Linked DNA regions of Mus musculus: region 2 is linked to region 1. A link is a contact called in public Hi-C data. All regions are on one chromosome and are shown on one strand. The core of a region is the stretch at or near the end of the contact, and the rest is flanking DNA. Distances in the headings are between cores, read along the strand shown. Region 1 holds the start of Zbtb44 (zinc finger and BTB domain containing 44). Region 2 overlaps Nfrkb (nuclear factor related to kappa B binding protein).

Region 1 (3,786 bases), core at 836-3,335:
ATGATCCTGCCCAAAACCAAAATACAGAGAAGGGTTCCAACAATGGCTAAGCTGCATTTTCTCTCCCACCCTCTCCAAGCATTTAGAACTTTGCCTTTAAGAGACCAGCAGCCACCTGTTGCTTAATAAATTCTTTAGACCTAGGGTGGGAATGGGCTGGGAGGATAGCATTTTTAGAGACAAAATGAGAAATAGACAGAGCTTAAGAGAAAGAAAAAGGAGAGGTGCTTGCACTCTCTCCCCCCCCCCCCCGCCAACCCCCCCCCCCCCGTGTGTGTGTGTGTGTGTGTGTGCACTCCTGAGTTCTGCCTGTCCTACGAACATTAACCGCCATTTCTGTCCCTTGAGTCACAATTAGAAATGCCCAAATGAATGCTCTCTTGGCTGTCCAATTAAATAGACTAAGACACAGGCTTTATTTGTCTACTTTATTCCCACTAGATTCTTCTCCCCTTGTTTTTCCATGACATATGTTTTCAGTACACACTCTACCAAGGGCCTTTTTAGCTCAGGCGCCTCCGTAGTTAGTAAGATTCTTCAAATCTCACTGTAAAGCCAGGCCCGATTTGTTTTCTGATGTTGCTCATCACTGAAATGGAATAATAAAAACTTGATAGAATAATATTAAGAAAGTTGTAGATTAGGTTGTCAAGGATTAAATACTTTCTAACTCTTGAAAATTTGTTGGAGCATAGACTTTGATTTTGTTGACATTATTTTGAAAAATTTCATCGCTTTGGGTGCTCTGGTAGAGGGTGGTTTAAGTCAGAGGCAGCCAAGTGTCTAATGCAGCTGGGAGATCAACCTACCTTGCACAAAGAAGTCTTTCGGTTTAAAAACTGGAGGTGTAGGTACATAGCATGCCCAGCACCCAAATTGCAGCGGTCTTGACTGGTATCCTGCCCTTCTCCTCTTCTGGGGCGCAATCCCACTTGCCTCCAGGAATACCCACTCCGCCCCCAGTGCCCCCAATCGCCAGGTCTGATTCCCTGAGGTCCGAGGTAGCCACACCTTAGGGTATTTTATCCTACAGGCAGACTTTACAGCGACCGAAACTCAGACAGTAACCCTCTAGAGAAGAACAGTCAATTTTCGGTGATCCACACATTCCCTTCCCCAAGGGCGAGACTGTGTACTAGAACGGGATTCACCGTAAGGGAAGGAATAGTTCACAGTTGCTTTAGGTTTTAGAAGCCAGTCTGTGTTGGGGAAAGAAAAAAGACATGGGAGCCAATTTTTTTTTCTGGTCTGCTCAGAACTGCACTTCCTGCCATGGTAATCAGAAAAATGCTATGGCAACCTCAAAGTACGACAAGGCTGCTAGACCTGTCAAGACGCTCGGTAGTAACCCTTGCGGGGGATCGCTGATCATCGGGGAGAAAGCAGGGGAGCTCGCCAGATTCTCAGAGGCCCTCGTGGCCACGCCCTAATAGGCCTCAGTTTCCACGTGTGAAAAATGGCCACACCACCCAGATTCCTTTCCCGACCGGGAAATGCTGGAGTGCTTTGCTGCTACAGAAACCACCCGGGGAAGAGAGTTTCTTTCGGTTTTTAGCTCCAAGAAAAGCAAATCATCCTAACGCTGGCTTCCTTCGGCGCAGGACCAGACCACAGCTACGGGACGACAACCCGACAGGCCTCATGGCGCTTATGCATACGAAGCTCACAGACAAGTGCACACAGACTGGGTCAAGGCCCGCTGTGCTTCAGCGTCTGGCTTGCACCACCGGCGAAGGACAGCTCGCACTACGCTTGCGCAATAGCCGCGCACCGCCTCCAGCGCGGCCCCGCCCCTCCCTCTCCCTAGGCCGGGCCGGCCGGCCGCGCGGAGCATTGTGGGACACAAACAAAGTGCCCCCAAACAGGCTGGAGTGAAACGAGCGGCTACGGCGGCGCCCGCCCGCCCGCACGCCCGCACGCGCGCTGCGGCGGCTCCCTCCCAGCCTCCCGTCCTCTCCCCTCAGTCCCTTTCCCCTTCCCCACCCCGCCCCGCCGCGGCCAGCGCGAGCGAGCCTTCGGCCGCCCTCGACCAACCGCCCCCAACGGCCGTCCGTGCGCAGCGGGCTGGGCCCCTCGCTCCTCCCCTCAGGCCCACGGGCGCCCGGCGCTCTCCTCGCGCCTCGCACTCTCGCACCTCGCGGCCACGCGGGTGAGTGGCGCCGCCATGCGCGCCCAGTCCCAGGCTGCACACTGGCCTAGGAGCGGCGGCCCGAGATAGGGTCCCCTGAGCCTCCCGGGGGAGGAGAGGAGCCAGTCGCGCGCTCCGCCCCCTCCCCCCGGGTTGCCGCCACCGCCGCTGCCTCCGCCACCGCCACAGCCACCGCCACCTCGCCGCCCCAGCCTGGCGGGGAAGAGGAGGAGCAGTTGCAGGCCTCCGGGCCTCGGCACCGCCGCCCGCAGGTAACGGGAGGGGAGGGCCAGTGGGGAGACGGCGGGCCGGCCTGGGGACTGACACCACTTGTCACCCACCTGGACGCGGGAGGGAGAGGAAACCTGGTTTGTCACCCTGATTCGTGCTGGGAGGCACCCACAGGGTCCCCCTCATTGGCGATTAATCCTTAGAGGGGGACTGGCCTTGGTCCCAGCGGACCTGAAGCCGTCACCCAGATCTTCCAGGGGAGCCTATCGGCCAGAAAATCCGCCCAATAACAAATGCTGTGCTGCCGGGCCATTTATTACCCGCTCACCTGGTCTACGCGCGAGCCCTAGACTTGTTTATTCCTTCCTCTCCCAGGCTGCCCTACTCGCCCGCGTCGGAACGGCACTTTTCTTAAAAAGAAATAGAGAATGCAAACACTTCTAACCCCCTCCCACCTACCTGAGGATCACTCTGTAGCTGGTCTTTTTACTGTCGGCCTAACAAAAAGCTAGGGGTTACCTGCAAGTGAAATGACAACTAAGTTACAACTGATTAAAGGAAATCGCATCAGTTTGGTTTTTGTAAACCTTAACCAGAATCTATTGAAAACCGCGATGTTTACGTACTTTCACGGAACTTACAGAAATTAAGACCAAAACTACTTTTTTAAGCATATAAGCATACTAATCTGTTGAATGTGTGTTTTCAGAAAAATTCTCAACTTCCGCTTATTAGCATTTTTTTGCAGAGATAAGTTAATACCCAAAGCGAACTATACCATATAATAGACAACAGAGGCTGGATAAAGATTTGATATTTCCTTTTGCCTTTTTGGTAATTCTTGATTTAAAAAGTACTACATAGATCTTGATTTTTTTGTTCCTATTTACTTTGATTTCCAGTTGATTTATAATATTCGTTTATGTCTTTGTAGTTCTCCCCATGGAATATAAAAAGGAGTGTTTTCTTAATCCATTTGTATTTTGTGATGATTTGTATTTATTAATTACAAAAACCAGGTTTACTTACTTTGTGCAACAATGCTTTGCTTTGTTAGAGCTATAGTCTTATTCTTAGAACCTGGTGATATAGTTACTTTTGAGTTTTATAGAATTGACAGAAACTTAGTAATATTAATTGTAACTTGCCCCAGGTTGCCCAATTGACAATTGAACCCAGAGACATTCCTGGGTAAGATGGCTTTTTCCGCTGTACTTCTCAGTAGTAATATAAATTTCTTTTATGGCCTGGAAGTTTTCAGTTTCACAGAAGTTGTCAGGGAAAATGCAGTGAACATAGATACCAGACTGGTGGTCAACCTTTTTCTCTGCATTGTTGCCAGTTTTTCTTGTGGTTGCTACTGTTGCTGTTGTTGAGACAGTCTGCCTCTTCCTCCTAAGTGCTGGTTGGGATTAGATTTTTTTTCC
Region 2 (3,786 bases), core at 457-2,956, 390 kb after region 1:
TATAGTTCCTGAGTTCCCAGCACTATATCATGTGTTATAGACACCTAGACAGATAGGATTCATCAATCCAAGTGGCTCAGGATCTAGGACTGCCAGGTAAACACACACTTTGTGGTTCAGGTATAGAGTTGTTTGTTTCCGTGATAAATACAAAATGAAAAGTTATGTAAGGAAGAAGTGGGTCATTTCAGTTGACTTATTTCTCATAAATTGAGCTAATACTTAATATAGGAACTATAACTAGTGAAGAGTTTCCATGGCCAATTCTGCCAAATGCTTATGGAAGAAAGAATGTCACAATAGTGTAAATTTTTTGTAGGAGTAGTAGAATCACTTAATCTGACTGTGAGGTCAGCACCATCCTCACACCAGAACCAGATGCAGACATTGCAGTAAAGAAAAGCTGTAGGCCAGCATTCTTCATGGATCTAGACAGAAAAGTTCTACAGATCCAGGAGTATATAAAGAATTATACCCAGAGGATCCAGCATCCCCATAGTGGCTCATAACCATTTATAACTAAAGTTCCAGTAGATTCAGTGCCCTCGTGTCTTTCACTGGCATTAGGCACATGTGTTGTGCACATACACACATTCAGGTAAAATACAAACATAAAAATGTAAAAAAAAATAATTTTTGAGAATTATATTCTGTCAGATTTTATTTATTTTTTTTTTTAAAGATTTATTTATTTATTACATGTAAGTACACTGTAGCTGTCTTCAGACACACCAGAAGAGGGCGTCAGATCTCGTTACAGATGGTTGTGAGCCACCATGTGGTTGCTGGGATTTGAACTCTGGACCTTCGGAAGAGCAGTCGGGTGCTCTTACCCACTGAGCCATCTCACCAGCCCTCTGTCAGATTTTATATTGCTGTGTCAAAATCCTGTCATAAACAACTTAGGGAGATGAATTCAGGACATGGTCATAGAGGTTTTAGCCCAGACTTTTGCTTTGTCGATTGTGGGCCAGTGATGAGGCAGAGAATAATAGTGGTAGGAGCATGTCTCAGGCTGCTCAGCTCATGAGAGGGAGCATCCAGTGGCGCAACGACCAGACTGAGGGATCAAGCTAGCCTTCAGGATCATACTCCCCCTGGCTGCTTTCTCCAGCTAGGCCTCACCTCTCCTGAAAGTGTCTGTCTTCTTTCAGATTAGTCTTGGCAGCAGTCAGTGTATGAGCCAGTGGGGGACATTTCCTATTGAAACTATACTCTTGCACCCTTTGTCTCCAAAGGCTTTTACTTACACAGAAAATGGAGTTGCCCGCATTGTTTAAAAGTCCCAGGCTATTAGCTGAGTGTGTGGTGCATGCCTGGAGTCCTAGCACTGCAGAAGCCAAGGCAGGAAGACTGAATTGAGACAGACAGACAGACAGACAGACAGACAGACACACACACACACACACACACACACACACACACACACACACACACGAGCCTCGCATGACAGACAGTTGCTGTTCTTTAGATAGTAGAACAAATGATATATAACTTGTTATAAGCCGATTTATTAGAGTTGCTTGGGTTCTGTCTTCAGGAACATTGGGACCCTTGGGGAAATGAGGGTTGGAGGTGTCTGTAGTGCTCTTGCTTCTTCTCTGTAAACACTAGCTGTTTTGTTATATCTCCTTCTTCCCCACAAAGCTAATTGTTTTCTTTGTAGGGGAAACTGCCTACCAGAATCACAGTTCCTCTTTCTGTGATTAGCCAGCCAATGAAGGGCAAGAGCGTGGTCACAGCCCCCATCATCAAAGGCAACCTTGGAGCCAAGTGAGTGCTGTTTGTAGAATTGCAAATACAGTTGGTCCAGAATGGGAAGGTGGCTGGCAGCTGACATGTTCATCAGTAATACACATTGCATCAGTAATACACATCCCCAGTACTGTTTTGGATAGAGTAGGGAGAGGAATCCGACGGGCGGGGGGGGGGGGGGGGGGGAGGTAGTAAAGCAGTATATATTGCGTGTAGAAAGCGAGGAAGTGCAGGGTGCTGGCCTGGGATGCTGTAAGGGACCCGCCCTGTATTTGAGGCCAAGCTTAAGATAGTTTGGCAAATGTTGGTTTTCTCTGGCCCTGACTTAAACAGGAATAAAAGACTCATGCAGTCATTCTGGCATTCCTAATCACTATAAAGCTGTTTTGGGATGTGGGGTGGCCCTTTCTTTCCTAAGAGACAGGCATCTTCCTGGGTTGCTGAGGCTGACTCACTCCTGTACTCTCTGGGATACTCTGAGTTCTTGTCCAACTTCGAGAGTTCCTTGCTAGGGATACATGCTTCCTGGTAGTGCCTGACTCTTCCTGGGCCGTGTGTAGAGTTTAGGCCATTTTATCCACTACTCTGGCGGTTCTTGCCACGGAAGGCTAGAAGAAATGTCCTAGTATGAGATTGCATTTGAATCCAGAAGATTCTTCCTGGGCCTCTTCGTTGTCCTTCATGCAATACGTAGCCTCATTCTGAGCCTGAGCAATGTCGTCATACTTACCTCCGTTTCCCTTTCACAGTCTCAGTGGGCTGGGTCGCAACATCATCCTCACGACCATGCCAGCAGGTACCAAACTCATTGCTGGCAATAAGCCAGTGAGTTTCCTCACTGCTCAGCAGTTGCAGCAGCTTCAGCAACAAGGTCAGGCTACACAGGTAAGGTCTGATGCAGACTGTTGACCAGCTCAGGTTTGTCTGTTTTCTTTTCTTCACTGATGAACAGTGCAGTCCACTGATCAGACCTCCTCTCTTTGTAAGCAGGTGCGCATCCAGACCGTCCCGGCATCCCATCTGCAACAGGGCACGGCTTCTGGCTCCTCCAAAGCAGTGTCCACTGTTGTTGTGACCACAGCTCCATCTCCTAAACAAGCACCTGAGCAGCAGTGACCGAGGAGAGGCGGCTTCTCTAAGAGACCAGGCCCGGTGGATCTCGGCCGACAGAAAGGGAGCAGCAGGAGGCTGCATCGTTCTTCTGAGCTGTCCTGCTTGAGGCAGGGTGGTGGAGAGTGATGGCAACTGCGGCCTAGGTTCTGCTGCCACGCTCCAGAGTGAAGCTCTGAAAGGGGTCCCTCTTTAGGGCTCCAGGGATAATCTGTCTAGTCCAGGAAGAGAGAACATCAGAGTCTTGGGAGGTCACAGTCACACAAGCCAGGGTTACCTCCCGAGTGTTGGATGTCCAGGGAGCAGGCCTGCCAGTTGCTGAGTGGGCCGGCAGGGAATAAGCCTCATTCTATGTGAGGTTTTACTTTTTAGTTTCTGATCCTCTTGGTGACTTGTTGAGATGTGAGTTTTGTGTCCAGAAAATTTTTGTGTAACTTATTTTTTTAAAGAACCTACTATATGTCTTTTATCAAATAGAAACCTGGGCTTTAGTGCCCCTAAACTGATCACTTACCCCTTCAACCAGAATGAGAACATAGCAAGGCTCTTAGTAGGTTGGTGGCTTACTTGATAGTGGAGAGGTTATATAGTAAGAAATGTAGGCCATGAGGTAGCATGGACCCCTCAAGTGGGACTAGTTCAGCACAGTGTACTGAATATGAGTGTCTGATCTTGGTTGTCCCTGCGTCTTCTCCTGTGGGGTTATCCTCAACAAGCCTGTTCACATGGAGGTTCAGAGCTGTTGGACAAGAGAGTAGGGAAAGCCGGTGGGATGCTGCTCTCAGAGCACTTGCTTACAGCCCAGACATTGCACATTCTCCTTGCTGTACAACAGCCATTGCAAACCAGACCCTTGGAGCTGGCCACCTGACTGGAACATAGAAGAAATGGTTAGGTAGGGGCAGGGGTAGGCACTGCCTG

Evidence for each region. A called contact is a pair of places that touch in the nucleus more often than the background predicts.
Region 2: a Hi-C map of B cells shows a contact between it and region 1, with 15 read pairs. The contact joins the enhancer-like site here to the promoter of Zbtb44 in region 1. A contact is called at or near these places in 2 of 39 promoter capture datasets (the C10 cell line and pre-B cells), 1 of 484 Hi-C or Micro-C datasets (B cells), 3 of 115 datasets of contacts at active chromatin or transcription factors (embryonic stem cells, fetal liver and pancreatic cancer cells) and 1 of 9 other capture datasets (adipose tissue).

Annotation. Positions count from the first base shown.
Region 1 is chr9:31,028,559-31,032,344 of GRCm38.p6, forward strand. Zbtb44 (zinc finger and BTB domain containing 44) reads left to right here and starts at 2,086. Exons shown (of 6, transcript NM_001115130.1): 1 at 2,086-2,400.
Region 2 is chr9:31,417,310-31,421,095 of GRCm38.p6, forward strand. Nfrkb (nuclear factor related to kappa B binding protein) reads left to right here. Exons shown (of 26, transcript NM_172766.3): 24 at 1,667-1,773; 25 at 2,505-2,640; 26 at 2,746-3,786. The coding sequence ends at 2,871. Among named protein-coding and RNA genes, the nearest start is that of Nfrkb, 33 kb to the left of the region's middle. Within about 2 kb of position 1,707, at least 38 of the 459 cell types and tissues checked have an H3K27ac peak or open chromatin away from gene starts, as enhancers often do. A contact at or near this core is called in B cells, where this site is marked.